Regions from separate parts of the Sus scrofa genome. Here region 1 is linked to region 2. Evidence: chromatin contacts called from public Hi-C data. All regions are on one chromosome and are shown on one strand. The core of a region is the stretch at or near the end of the contact, and the rest is flanking DNA. Distances in the headings are between cores, read along the strand shown.

Region 1 (7,409 bases), core at 4,376-6,875, 100 kb after region 2:
AAGGAAATCATAAGCAAACAAGAAGACAACCTATGAACTGGGAGAAAATATCTGCAGATGATGCTACTAACAAAGGCTTAAACTGCAAAACATACAAACAGCTCATATAATTCAATAACAAAAAAACAAACAACCCAATTGAAAAATGGGGAGAAGATCTTAATAGACATTTCTCCAAAGAAGGTATTCAGATGGCCAATAGGCACATGAAAACATGCTCATCCTAATTATTAGAGAAATCCAAATTAAAACTACTATGAGGTACCACGCCATACCAGTCAGAATGGCCATCATTAAAAGGTTTACAAATAAATGCTGGGGAGGGTATGAAGAAAATGGAAATTTCCTATACTGTTGGCAGGAATGTAAATTGGTACAGTCACTATGGAAAACAGTATGGAAGTTTCTCAAAAACCTTAAAATAGAATTGCTATATGATCCAGCAAACCCACTCCTGGATTTACATCCATACTTGTGCTTTAATAATTTGTCTGATGTTAAGGTCCAACTGAAGAGGAAAGAAACCCAAGTGAGACAGACTAGTTAGAAGGATATTATAATCGTCCTGAGACTGAACCAGGGCAGTGCACTAGAAAAGGAAAGATTTGAGACTTATCCCAGAAACAAAACCAACTAAATCTTTTTTTGACTGATTCAATTGTTCTTTAGTTCATTTGTTCATTCATTCAACAACTTCTAAATGTTTCAAGTCAAACATTGTGCCAAGTGACATAGCGAAGTAAGAAAAAGAGGAATCTGAAGATGACTTCTTCCTCAAAACTGGGCTGCTAGCCATGGTTTAGTGGTCTGAAATGTCTTAAGTCTAATAGACATCCATCCACCACCCATCTCTCCTGCTAACCACTACCAATTCAGTACTGACTGAACACCCACCTTGTGCCAGCCGCTACACTACATAATGGTCATGAAAAAGTCCAGGAAAGAAAAATGAAGGAAAAGGGAAAAAAGGCTACCATTTTCATTCTCACAGCTCTAGGAATGCCTTCTCTCTAGAACTTTCACTCCTCTCCTGGGGGGTCTGACATAAGAAAACCACCACCGCTAGAACAGCATAGGTTGTCTGACTCATCCACATGAAGAGAAGATCCGCTATTTAATATCTAAATGTGTGCCCTGATTTGGCATATTTCATCAAAGTAAAACATTATATCAGAAAGGTACCTAACATGATTCCCATGTGTAGGTTTTTAATATTATTTAAAAATGTAAGCACAGGAAAAACCAGCTCTGACCAAAGCCAAAATGTACTGAAAGTAATAGAACAAACATATCTTGAATGTTAACAATCTTGTTTCTGGTTTAGTCGGTGTATTAGTTTGAGACATATAATTTTATTGCCTTTCTTTATTGCCCTGATTTTTTAAAATTAAGACTTGCCTAGACTTTACAAGGATAAATCCTGACCACTTTCTAGTGCTTTCTGCAAAACAACTAGGTAATACAATGACTACCACTGAGAAATATTTTGCTTTATGGCAGCTGCCTTTTCATTATTATTTTATGAGAGCTTGTCTAGATATTATGTATCCTTCACTATCTACATTTAGTTCTTTTTAAAACGGTCTTCTTCAGATGCCTGGGGTTTTGTCAGTTTCTTTGGCTCTTAATTGGATTTCAAATAGCAAACGGTATCACTTTCCAAGGTTCTTATTCACACAGGCTTGCCTCCAAAAACTATGACTAACGTATGCTTTTCAATTTCTATTAAAAAAAATTAAAAGGTATGTTTGGGAACTTACGAACATCATCAACAATTATTTCAAGTATAAGCTAGTTCATATATGCTGAGGGTGAGGATTTAAATGCCAGTAAAACCTAACTGTAAAAGAAGGAATTTGATGAGAACAGGCACATTTTCACTTCAGCTTTATGTTGAGGATCTGGGCCTGGTATGGACTTCTGTGTTCCATAAACTCTGAGATAACCAAGCTATGGAAAAGCAGCCTGTGCCAATGGTAATATAAAAAGGCAGAATCCTGGCCCTTTTCATGGTTTTTTTTTTTTTTTTTTTTTAATGCATTTTAATCCCAGTTCTACCATGTGCATCACTTTCCAAGTTTTTTTCTGTCTGGAAAACAAGATTTGAATGGCCACCTACTTATTTTCCATTGAAAAAAAAGTTTTTAATTAAAAAAAATCTCAACCATGTTCATTTTTTCCTGATGATAATAGCAACTGAAATCGAGGAAAATGTAAAGCTCTACATAAGTGATTGATGAAGACACTCCCATGACTATTATCTCAAGTTAACCTATAGGTATTGAGAAGTCTTCACTGCCATGGGAACTCGATCCATGAGTTAAAAGCCTTCAGTGACGCTGAGATATTATTTTCACTGTGCTTGGCTCAGCTGGATAGAGGACCTTGGAGGAAAAAGTCAAAGTTGAGCCCAGAGGGAGAGCCACAGAATTCGAGACGCTTGGCGCTGTAGAGGCCCTTGGAGATCATCTAACTACCCGCCTGGGGCGGGAAAGAAAAACAAACTGGAGCCTGCTGACATTTATGACTCTTACCTGCGGCGCAGATCCTCGGCCACCGCCGCCCGGCAGCTGAACAAATAGGCTCGCAGCGATTTCAGCCGTTGCCGCAGCCGCACCACAGTGGCCAGCGGCTCAGCATGTCCATACAGCATGGGGTTCTCCTGCTGGATGTCGATCAGGGGCTCCTCGAACACGTATTCCAGAAACTCTTTGGCCTGCTTAGACACCTACAAAAGAAACTTTCTCAGTTAGTGCTGTCCAGTCACCCACTCTCTACACCTCCTCCAACCAGGAACCATAGCTTAAATAGCAGAGTAATACTAGGTTCTGGACAGAGCCCAATGAAAAAGCCCATAGTTTAGCTAAATTAGAAAATGTGCCTTTTCTTCCTCTCTTCCAGAAACCCAACTGGTAAAAGTAACCTGGGCATTGAAAGGAATTTATTAATTCTGTATGTTGATTATGTGATTACACAAATCTACACTTGTGATAAAATGACACAGAACTACATGGGCCCAGCATACCAATATAAATTTCCTGCTTGTGTGGGGTTTTTTAAGTATTGTACTATAATTATTTAAGATATAAACAGTGGAGAAAGTGAGTGAGAAATGCACAGGACCTCCCTGGTCTGTATTATATTATCTATGCAACTTCCCATGAATCCATAATTATTTCAAAATAAAAAGCAAAAGGAATTCATTAAGACTCTTAATAGTAATGCTGATTGAAAAAACTATATATATTGCATATATATGTATATATACTCCATAACACTTACTAAGAGTAGCCACTTTAAAAAAATAGATAAACCATGCACATATTACAAAATTCAAAAAGAATAAAAAGGATCTATTCTCCCCGCCCAAAAGAAAAGGCTATCATATGCAGAACAATGTGCACAGAAACACGCTAAAACACAATTTAGTGGACAGAAAAGAGTTGCTCCTTTTAGAACAGCTCTGAGCTTGGGCCGACTCTGGCCAATATATCCATCCAACTTCACAGCCCCTTCTGGTAGTAAACATCAAGAATATGAAAGCTGATTTAAAAATGTTATTGTCATCAGTAAAAATAGTTGAAACCCAATGCAGCTTAAATAATGCACAATCTGTAGATAATCTGGGGATCTTTATAAAACAATTCACCAATACCGAGGACATAGACTGGCTAAGTGATATGCAGAGTTGGCTCAGTTTCTATTTATGAAAGGCAAAACTTCTCCACTAAGTTTCCACCAAAACCTCTCCAGAACTGGGACTAAGACTGGAATCCAACAGAAACAAAAACAAACAACTTTGCTTATAAAAAAAAATTTTAAAAAAACCCAAAAAAACAAAAATCCAATGTTCCATACTCTGAGAAGAGTATTAAGATAAATAGTACACACTCCCTATCCTCATGGAACTCACTTGAGAATAATAGACAATTAATTTTAAAAATACATGTAGCACATAGCCTGTCATTTACCACAAAAGGAATATGGGTTAGGTCCACTTGTAGCTTAAAGGAAGAAGTCATCGACCATAATGGGGAGAAAAGGGAGCTAGGAGCCAGGGCAGGCCTGGGAAAGCAGGTGGCACTGGCTCAAGATCTAGAAAGATAAACAGAAATTCACTTGGTGGACAAGGACAGGACAGAAGAGAGTACAACAAGCAGACACAACACAAAAACCTATTGGTATGTACATGTGATAACTAAATGTATGGCTATTGTATGTTGATTAAAAACACATTTATGAAATTCAATATTTTCATATGTATAAAGTGCTTATAAAAGAAATGCAAAAAAAAAAAAAGGATCAATGTTTTCTTCTAATAAAAGTCATTTTTTTGAGTTCCCTCGTGGCTCAGTGGGCAAAGAACCTGGCATTGACACTGCTGTGGCTAGGGTTGCTGCGGTGCGGGGCTTTTTTTCATTTTGTTTTGTTTTTTTCTTTTCCTCTTTTCTTTTTATGGACACACCTGTGGCATCTGGGCTAGGGGTTGAATCGGAGCTGCAGGCCTACGCCACAGCAATGCTGGATCCAAGCTGTATCTGAGACCTATGCTGCAGCTTGCTTCAATCCCAGATCTTTAACCCACTGAGGGAGGCCAGAGATCGAACCCACATCTTCGGAGACACTATGTTGGGTTCTTAACCCTCTAAGCCAGAATGGGAACTCTTGGGCGTGTGGGTTTGATCCCTGGCCTGGGAACTTCCGAATGCCATGGGTGTAGCCTGTGTCCCCCTACCCCCGCCCAAAAAAAAAACTGTCACTTTTCCCCCTTATATTTATAAGCAGTTTTTCTGAGGTACCTGTTCTGTTGTGTGATGCTCTGGGATCCTGCAGAGTTAAAGAGTTAGGAGTTAATGAAGTTTACAGTCTGCAAATCCAGCTCACAAAGAGGCACAGAGAATTAGCCAAAACCTTCGACTATTTAACCAGATGAAATAACAGCTGACAGGGCTAAATAATGTCTCATTTTGAGGTCTACAGATGCAGGTGCATACATGGCAGACACTATAGCAGGCATCTGGCATTCAGTGGAGACCACAACAGGCAGGGCCCTGTCCTCATGTAGCTCACAGTTCAGCCAGGAAATACAGAATTGGGTTCAAACATCTTGTTTATCATGGTTAAATATTTGCTATGTTTAAATATCTTAAATGAGGAAAAAATGGACGGTGTTCTGGAAAATGAAGTACAATCCACTTGAAACTGTTGCTGAAGAATGATGTATTGTACAATTCAATTAGTCTTTCTGCCTCTATTGAGGAGTGTTTATACTGAGCCAGGGCCCGGCTGAATTAGGTTAACAATGCTACCTTTTAGTAGGTGAACAGGACAAAGGGCACTGGCCAGTCTCCCAGGCCTTAAAAGGCTTCTCTCTTCAGGTGGTGCTTAAGCCCGAATGGGGAAAAAAAAAAAAAAAAAAAAAAGTCTTTTACAGAGATGGTAAAAGCAGCGAGGCAAATGGGCCGGCAGCTACCCACATCAGCATTCATAAGCTGAAATTACTGAAAACAAAAACAGCTAGTTTCAATAATGCCTAAGGCTCTGCTTGGCAAAGTTATTAACTAGTGTTAAGAATACACAGCCCATTGTGACCTCAGCTGCCTGAGTATGTGAACAAATAAATCTCTGCCCTGTTGAGCCATTTTGGGCAGTGAGGCTGAGCACATGCTCGCTGGTTGAGAACCATCCACTACATGGATGAGGGAATTTTTGAGAGAACTCAAAGTGCAGCAAATATTAAAGGCTATTTTTGCAAAATAGGCAATCAGTAGGGATAAGTTTGAAATGACCCTCCAGACTAGCCTGAGCATTCTACTTTCAAACTCAACTGTAATTAAAAAAGCTTTTTAAAAAAATATATAGTTACTCAGGGAAGGGAACCAATGATATTCTTAAATGATAAAGTTGATGTGAGAGAAATTTTCTTATTAACCAAAATATTTTATGAGTTATATTTGAATACCAAATACCTTCTACCGAAGAGCTAAGAGCTACCATCGTACTTCTTGCCTACCAAAGTATGAAAAACATCAAAGCCTCAGTGCTGTTTCTGAGATGAAAACTCAGCTCATAGATGCCAATGGATAAGCCCAATATTCTTCCCTTTCAAAAAGTGAATGGTTTAGGTTGGCATTCTTTTCCGTGATCCCACTCCATTCACATTAGACACGATTTGTACAGGGTTGACAGTTCACTTTTCAAACCTACTGGCCTGTTAGTATTGTACTGAATAATATTTAATATTTATTAATAACATTAGTATTATTACATAAACCGGTTTCTTTCCATAGCTCTTTTAACTTAGAATGGTGTAAGCTATAAGAACTCAATTCTGTGTGTGACCGTGGTTTTGTCACAGTTTGTGAAGTGGCTCTGGTGCGTGATTCATGAGCGTTGAGAAGCAGGTGGTCCAGGAAGAACCAGGTTTCCCTACCCCATCTCTCTCTCAGGAGGAGTTGGAGAAAAGAGCCTACTCAGGTTGTAATTATCTACAAACTAGTAGTGATCAGTCTGCTAGATACATAGATGTATCTGAAAATATATTTGTCAATTGATTTGAACATTAAGCACCACTAATACAGATTTGAACATAATATGTCTTTTGTCATGCTAGTGACAGCTACCTCTTAAAAGCAAAATTCTCAAATGTTGTTGAGGTTTGCGTAATTCCAAGAGGTTCTGGAACAGTGTCCTGGTACGTTCCCTCGCAAAAATAGCCCAGGGTAATAAAACAATGGGGCAAAGGGAATGTGGGACAATAGATAGCAATTTGAAAAGGAGGAGAATGTGGCGTGAGGACTTTCGTTTTTGTTAAAGGAAGAAAAAGCATCAGAATAACACAGAGGAGACCATAATCTTAGAATAACAAGAACTGGTACAGATAATCTAGTTCAGTTTTCCTCAACCTGTGTTCCAAGGAACACCAGTCACACAGAAAAGATACTCTGAGGTCGACAAGAAATATGCCACATGCCACATTCTTCTCTCGGTGGTTCCAAGTGCAGCACGTTAGCATAAGCTCTGGGCCTGGAGCACTAACGAAAACCTGCTTAAGCCAGTCACTTCCAGCCTATCTGGCTACAGACAGGCAGCCCGTGTGGAAGGGGTGGTGGGAGAAGAAATTCGGCCAAGGTCGCAATCACCAACCAGAGGAAGGGGCATCTGTCTCCATCATGACCTCCACGTAATAGAGAAAACTGAGAACAAAGAACTCAAGTGACTTGTCTGTGGTCATCTTGCGGCAGAACTCGAGCCCAAACCTGGGTGTCGGGATACGCTGCTCTGTGCTTTTTAGTAGAGTTCACACTCACAGTTTGTATTTTAATAACTCCACCGTAAACTCTCTGTTCATCACTCTTTAAAAGAGGTGATCCCCATCCCTGTTCTGTCCTTTCCTCCTCCCCAGTCAG
Region 2 (7,548 bases), core at 123-2,622:
GAACTTTTTTTTTTTTTAAAGAAAAAAAACAACACACAGATATTGTAATTTATAGAGAGGAGACATTCCAGGTGGATGACTAGTTTGTTGTCTGGCTTGGCGGAAGCCTGTACAGGAGTCTAAACAGCTTGTTGCAACTGTAGTCTTTAATAATGAGTAACTGACAAGCACAACCATAGCTGCTCCAGTGGGTGGCTTGCCAATGTGGATGAAGTACTCATCCTTCCACACATGAGTGACAACAGACTGTGACCTCATCCCAGGAGCCCAGGGAATCTGGCCCACGTGATCCTGTTCAACCAGCAACATCCATGGAAGGTCCTGCACTAGACCAGGCTCAAAGATCACTAGACAGGGACCAGTCCTGTGGGCTCAGCCTTGTTCCTCTTTTGCTTTTCTTGAGTATCTTGAGGTTCAGTCCTGGGTTTAAGATGGTTTGGGGGGCACCATTCCCTGGCCCGTTACTGACGTGCCACTGGCATCATTCAGGATCCAGAAAGTGTGGTCATGGGAGGGTCTTTCCCCATCCCCCACCCACATACCCAGGAGAGAAGGTAGTGACTTAGAGGGAAAAACACTGGTGTTGGGGGAGGGCTGTGTCTACCAGCTGAGAAAGCGAAAGACAGAAGCTTCACTGCACCCAGCAGTCAGTACTCCTAGATCAGCTCTCTGGGCCAAATATAGCACGGTGGTTGGGACGGCAGGCAGAGTGAGACGGCCTGACTTCAGATCCCAGATCCCACCTTCAAGTCACTTTCTGCCTGTGTGACTGCTGTGGACTGAACTGTGTGCCCCCCACCCCCAATTCCTCTGTTTAGCCCCAATCTTCAATGTCTCTGTGTCTGGACACGGGCTCCTCAGGAAGTTATTTAATTTTTTTTTTTTTTTTTTTGCTTTTAAGACCACAACTATGGCACATGGAAATTCCCAGGCTAGAGGTCAAATCAGAGCTGCAGCCGCAGGCCTACAGCACAGCCACAGTGACGCCAGATCCAAGCTGTGTCTGTGACCTACACCACAGCTGGCGGCATCACCGGGTCCTTAATCCATCAAGTGAGGCAAGGGATCAAACCCATGTCCTCATGGATACTAGTCAGGTTCGTTTCTGCTGAGCCACAACGAGAACTCCCTCAGGAAGTCATTAAGGTTAAATGAAAGCTCAAGCATGAGCCCCGATCTGATAGGACTGGTGTCCTTTTAAGAAGAGACGACAGAGAGTGTGCTCTTTTTCTTCCCCTGCGTGTATGCTGAGGAAGGGCTGTGTAAGGACTGAGGCAGGAGGGCGGCTGTCTGCAAGCCAGGAAGAGACCTCTCGCCAGAAACCAAGCCCTGCTGGACCTTGATCTGGGACTTCCGGCCTCCAGGCCTATGAGAAATAAATACCTGCTGTTTAAGCCACCCAGTCCCTGGTATTTCTGTATGACAGCCTGGGCTGACTAAGACAGTGACCTTGAGCGAGTTACTTCATTTCCCTGAACTTCAACTTTCTTATCTGCTAAGTCGAGTTTATGTACCTCATCTGGTGTCGCGAGGCTCCAGTGAGATCATGGATAAAGCGTTTAGCACAGTTTCTGGCATGTGGTAAGTGCTTAATAACACAGCTTAGACAGCTCCTTCCACGGTAAGCAGCTGCGAGTCTTCCCTGCAGCCTGATTTCACCTATGTCACCACGGTGACATGAGGACATCCTGAACAACCCCGCATCCCAGAGAAAAGAAACTGAGATGCTAAGGGGGCTAGGGATTGTCTCACGAGGACACGGTGAGTTAAAGACAGAGTTGGGACTGGAACCCAGGACTCTTGACAGCTCAGCCAAGGCTCGTAGTGAGGCCTAGTCATCTGAGAGCAATGTGTGCCAGAGGGAAAAGCAGGCTTTCAGGTCAGAGTATGAGAAGAGTTGTGTTCCAATCTCAAACCCTCCTTGAGGGACCTCGGGCACTTTATGTATATTCGAGGTGCTCCGGCTTCTTCTTGGAAAAACGCTGCTCACAATGACCTCCTTCCTGCTCACTGTGGACCTGAGACTAAAGTGGTCGGATGTATGTGGAAGGCCTGTCCAAATGGCAGGGGCCCTGGAGAGCAGGTGAGGGTGATACCACCTCTCATGGTGACTCTAGTACCTGCCTTCTTGACACTGGAGCTGTGCTAGCTGGGCAGGTGCGGTGGGGTCATCTCGAGCGCCTCCCTGCCCTCCGCCCTCCCTGCTTCCCCAGGATGAAGGTCAGACCAGGTATCCTAGTGCTCCCTTGTCTGGCTGGCTCCTCCCCAGTGGCAGTGGCTTTGTCCCCAGGGGGTCACACCTCTGTAACCTCCTATTCCTGAAGTGACACTAATGGTAACTTTTTATCAACTAAATTTCCTCCTTCCTGCCCCTTTGCCCTGCTGAGTTAGTCAGTGACTTATACACTAGGGATGTTGCCCTAGGGCAGTGATTGATAAGGAGAGAACTGCTGGGTTCCTTGGGTACCACTCCCTTATCTCTGCTGATACCCCCCTCCCACCCACCGTGAGTGAAGAGGTTGAGTCTTATCAGATATTTCTGGTGCAACAAACACCCATGGGGTGATAGGGGAGTGGAGTGCACCTGCTCTTTCTAGCCAAAGGTCAATAACTGGGAAAAAAAAAGCCCCAGATAAAAAATTAATGATTTCAAAATGGATCCAAGTCCTATTTTTTTCTAACAATCTGTAACCCAGCAGGCATCTTTTGATCTGTATAATGGATAGACTGATCAATCAATGACGTTCCCAAATTCAGAGACTACATTGTTAATTATCCCTCAAGATTTTCTCTTTAAAGGAAAAGCACAAGGGCAGGAAAGGGAAGGAGGAAGAGAAACCATATAAGAATTACAGAGCTCTGCAATAAAAATGTTTCATGTGCAGGAGAAAGAAAGTAGTTACATTAAAAATGCAGTATGTAGGTATGCTCCTCTTTCAGAATAGGACTTTATTAAAAAGGACCTTCTGCTTTAAAAAGTTTCCCTGGCTTCTCAGTGTTTTCTAAATTTCCTGATTATATTTAAAATATGATTGAACAAACACAGCTTTTTATATAAAGGCATATCTAGCAATGCAATCATCTGTGCAGAAAATTGCCACAGATAATAAAAGAGCAATGTCGCTTCAGCGTTCCTGAGAATCAAATGAAAGCCAGCACCTTCCTTTCTGAGTCACCCAGTCCCAGCAATCAGCAGTGTCACTGTTTTTTTGGTTGTTGCTGTGACCCACGGAGAATGAAGACCGCATGGCCTCCCTTGCCCATGTCATGTCACAGAGGATGCAACTTCAGGGACATGTGTTTACTACGGACGGAAGCTGCCCAATGGGTTTTTCCATGTTTTTCTTGAAAACATTTATTGCTTCACTGCATCCAGGGATCTCATTCTTGGCACTCTGACAGTTTGGGATGGACAGGTCTTTGCTGTGGGGGAGGTGTCCTCAGCACTGGGGGTGTTCAGTAGCATCCTTGGCCTCTACCCACCGGATGCCAGTAGCAACCTCCTGCTCCTCCCCTGGCAAAGCCTCCAGAGGCTGCCAAATGTCCTCTGGGGAGGCAGGGAGAGCTTTCCAGTTGAGATCCATTGACCTAATCTATCTGGACGAGGCATCATGCAGGGGGGGGGGGAGTGGGGGGCAAGGAATACTTAAACAGCGCCCTCCCCAGGTGGAATCTGCAAGTGTCCCCTGCTGGCTTATGCTTATACCAGCCAGTAAGGTCTACCATAGTGAATTTATTTATTCATATCATTTTCACAAATACATATTTTTAATACAGAATTTGATTAACGTAGCCGCAATTCACTAGCATTCACCATCTCATGGTTTCTAAAATTTAGAACATCATTTCAGAAGTCAGTACCCATAACAAAATTCTGTGAATTGACTGTAACCCTCAACTTTCCCTCAGCTCGCTCTGACTTTTCCATCTTCCCTCAAAGGCCATCGTGGTGGTTGGCCCTCCGTGACATTTGTTTGCTCTTTGGCCAAGAACTTCTGCGGTGTTTCTCTGTGGTGTTCTTTGTCTCTTCAGGCCCTATCTAGGCCAGCTAATGAACCCAAACCAAAAACGTCTGTATTCTCTCCATAAAAAAAATTGCTTTTACATAACTGTGAAGCAGCAAGGTTTCAGCAACTTCTACAATGAAAAGGAGACTAGTGAAATATCCGTGAGGTCACATACTGCAGAGGGGAGAGCTCGACTAGAATGAGGAATCCCAGTATTCGGCCCAGGGGCTCTGGCATCACTGGCATCTTGGGTAAATGACTTCATCTCTGGACCTCGCTCGCTCGCTCGCTACAGAAGTCAGAGGAAGTTAGATTGGATGGTATCTAAGGTTACTTCCAACCTGCAGATTCGTGCAGAAGGGAGAAGGCTATTCTGGATTTTATCCTCCTCTTGCCAAACTTTCTTGTGCAAGGTCTGCAGATGAATGCGTGGGGATGTAGCCTTGCTGGCCCCTCCTCAGAGTCTCAGACTGACCAGCTGCGACTGTATGAGAGGAGCCTTCAAGCGAAGAGCATTACTCTAAATGTTATTATTATTAATCAAGCTATGAAATAGCTTCTGTGTACAAGTACACAGAGCTCTGATTATTAGGAATTTGGCCAAAAGGGGCTGACTCTGCCCCTTCCAACCAAATTTCAACTGAACATTAAGGATTCTTTTTTTAAGCCTTCTCCCCACCTTCATCGGCCTTCCTTCTCCCCAAGAAAAAACCCCAGAATTGTTAAATATTGGGAGGTTTATTTGGGGGTGGTGGAGGGGATTGGTTAGAGGCAATCATTTACCACTCAGGTGAAGGTATTTTTGTGTTTTAAACATTGGGCCAGCCACACTGGAGTGGCCCAGGCGCCCGTCAGCACCAGATACACCAGACAATGTGGGAGGAGAAAGAAGACAAGTCTGCTTCTGCGGAAGCTCCAGGGAGCAATGCCATTAACGATTTGTGTATGGTCCCCTTCCCTGGGGGAATATCCTCAGCATCTGTGGGCAACACAGATCTCATTTGATGTCTTTGTAAACACATCATTGAAAGAAACTCTATACATTTTATAAACAGTCTTTGACCTACAAATTAGCTTGCAAACCTAGGGCAAGTGAAAGAGAGATCCAGAACCCAGAAATCTAATAGTCAATTGTCAAGAGATTGGACAGACAGGACGTTCTTATCCTAGCTCTCCAGCCAAAGAAAACTAACCCATGACAAACCAACAGAACTAAATATGTGCAGGGCAAAAGGTTTGCTTCTCAAATACTATGGCAAAGAAGCAAGAATCCCTGGCTGCAGACAGTTTCCTGTTCTGGAATGCTGAGGATGTGAGACCAATTAGAGACAGGCTGGGTGATGGCTTTGTCTGTGTCCTTCCAGAGTCTAGCTGCATACAGGGAGGTCACAGGAAGTTGCTAAAGGCCTCTGCCCCCGGTTGAGGTCATCGAGATGCTTCTGTTCTGTTCATGTTGGGTTCTTCCCCTGCTGCATTTTTATTTGGGGCTCAGGTAACGACCTCAGATATTTCACCAGGATTGAAATTCTGGCTTGTGTTTGGTTGGATCTCTGACAAGCGAAAGGATGAACCCGGAGAGCAGGGCAGAGCTCTGGCTGATTTCCACTCTGTAGAGCCCACAATGAAGAGGGTGGGGTGCAGAAATAAGTGCACGTTACGAGGCAGGCGAGTGCGGTTTGGTGTACGGCTACCATGTAAGACGCCCCATAGGGCCACTAGCTATTATTGGTTTTTCCAAGAAACCCACATGATTATTTAAATCTCCTAGCTAAGGGAGGGAGTTATTGGGGCCTGGTTATCTTAATGTCTTGGGTTGGTGTTTTCTTTTGTTATTGAGTCAGTAAATGAATGGAAGCAAACAGTTTATAATTTGCTTAAATAGGAAATCAGCTGATATCACATATGGCAATGCCCACGTGTGTGTGTGTGTGTGTGTGTGTGTGTGTATGTGCTATGTATGTACTTAGGTATGTGTATGTATGCTGTTTAGAACACACAGAACGTGTTATTACACATTCAAGGTAAAACAGATTACCAGAAATCCACATTCTCCTGATGCCCTTCTACTCTGCCCTGAGAGGTGCAGGTGGGCAGGGGAGGAAGAGAGCAAAGGGTCTGAACCACTGGTTTACAGAACCATCCTGGCCCCTTGCAGAGTGAGGGATAAACTTGCTCTGCAAGGAGCTAGTTTTGCATTTGGGACTATTACACGTAGGGTTGTTCACGGTGGTTTTCTTTTTCTTTTTTCTTTTTTGGCTAGGGGTACAAGAGGTGGGAGGTCTAAAAAGGTATCCATATGGTTTGATCGGAACTATATGAGACTGGAAAAGATCCAGCTCCTTTGGTCAAATGTCAGGCAGATTTAGGCATGTCTGTGCTAATGTGTGAAGCTATTCCAGTAATTGTGAATTGGAAAATGCACATACAGTAAAATCAAATCAGACATTTAAATTAGGCAGCATCTGTATGGCCCTTTGCCCCTATTTTTACATAAATTATCCTTATAATAGCTCTTCTATTTGTTTTCCCTTTTTAAATAAGTCAGTCTTTTGGTAAATAGATAAAAATGAAATAAAATAATAAAATAACCGGTGGCTTATCTGGTCCCAGAATTAATAAATAGTCCTCAACTTTGGACCTGATTGCAGCCTTTTGACTTAAATCTGGCCCTCTTTCCCCAGTTCCTAGCCACATAGTCCTTGGAATTATTCAACATGTCCTCAAATACCTGCTAAATTCTCAAATCTGGGAAGAACAATTGGTGTGCTCTGCAATGATCTTTTTATTTACTCTTTAATCCCTGGAGTTAATTAAGGAGGGTTTTTTCCCTGATTGCAGCCCACAGAGCATTTGGCTTTCACAGGTCTTGCACTTTTAGTTTGTAAACCAAGCTCAGCTAATACCTTTGACAAGAGCTTTACTTGAAATCTTGGCTTTGAAATAGAATGTAAACAAGGGTTAATTAATTCATTTGTTAATTTTGCTACCCTACTGGGGACAGTAACTCACCATTAGCTTTAGTGCAAATGCTTTATAAGATCTCCTTGCTAACTTGCTGATAGTGACAGGACTTCTCATTAGTTCTCTAGGTATGTAAGTATGTAAAAGCATAATAGACTTGACCTGAATGAAATAGTTTTGGGGGGATAGGGAAAAACTGGAATTTCTGACAGTACTAAGTTTTTTTTAAATTTATGGTTCACCTGGCAGTTAATATCATTCTCAACAGACCAATGTCCATCACTTTTGGGGATTACTTTTAGGAAAATCTAGTTTATTAGAGCAAGTAAAGGAACTGAAGGAGGATTTAAATGCTTTCTACAATTTTTGGAAAAAGCGAGAATATATTATAATTGTAGCCATTAAAGAACCTATAGATGGTTTTCTGTAAAAATCTCTAAAGTAGTTCGAAACACCTAAGAGTCTAAGAGATGTTTAGAAATGCCTTGCTACATCTAAGACAAAGGCAGTGAATAGAAGAATATTACTAGGCTGATGGAGATTAAAAATAATAATCTTGGCTTACATATGGACTTTTGTT

What was found. Hi-C and Micro-C count contacts between places; a contact is called where the count stands out from the background.
Region 1: a contact with region 2 is called in a Hi-C map of liver, with 2.6 times the contacts expected there. The contact joins two enhancer-like sites. A contact is called at or near these places in 6 of 47 Hi-C or Micro-C datasets (epiblast stem cells, fetal heart ventricle, heart right ventricle and 1 more).

Annotation. Positions count from the first base shown.
Region 1 is chr15:111,092,251-111,099,659 of Sscrofa11.1, forward strand. It overlaps PLEKHM3 (pleckstrin homology domain-containing family M member 3), which reads right to left. Exons shown (of 8, transcript XM_021076249.1): 5 at 2,535-2,728. Among named protein-coding and RNA genes, the nearest start is that of PLEKHM3, 90 kb to the right of the region's middle. Within about 2 kb of position 5,626, at least 17 of the 83 cell types and tissues checked have an H3K27ac peak or open chromatin away from gene starts, as enhancers often do. A contact at or near this core is called in liver, where this site is marked.
Region 2 is chr15:110,996,384-111,003,931 of Sscrofa11.1, forward strand. The region is part of intron 7 of PLEKHM3 (pleckstrin homology domain-containing family M member 3); the gene reads right to left. Among named protein-coding and RNA genes, the nearest start is that of FZD5, 79 kb to the left of the region's middle. Within about 2 kb of position 1,373, at least 26 of the 83 cell types and tissues checked have an H3K27ac peak or open chromatin away from gene starts, as enhancers often do. A contact at or near this core is called in liver, where this site is marked.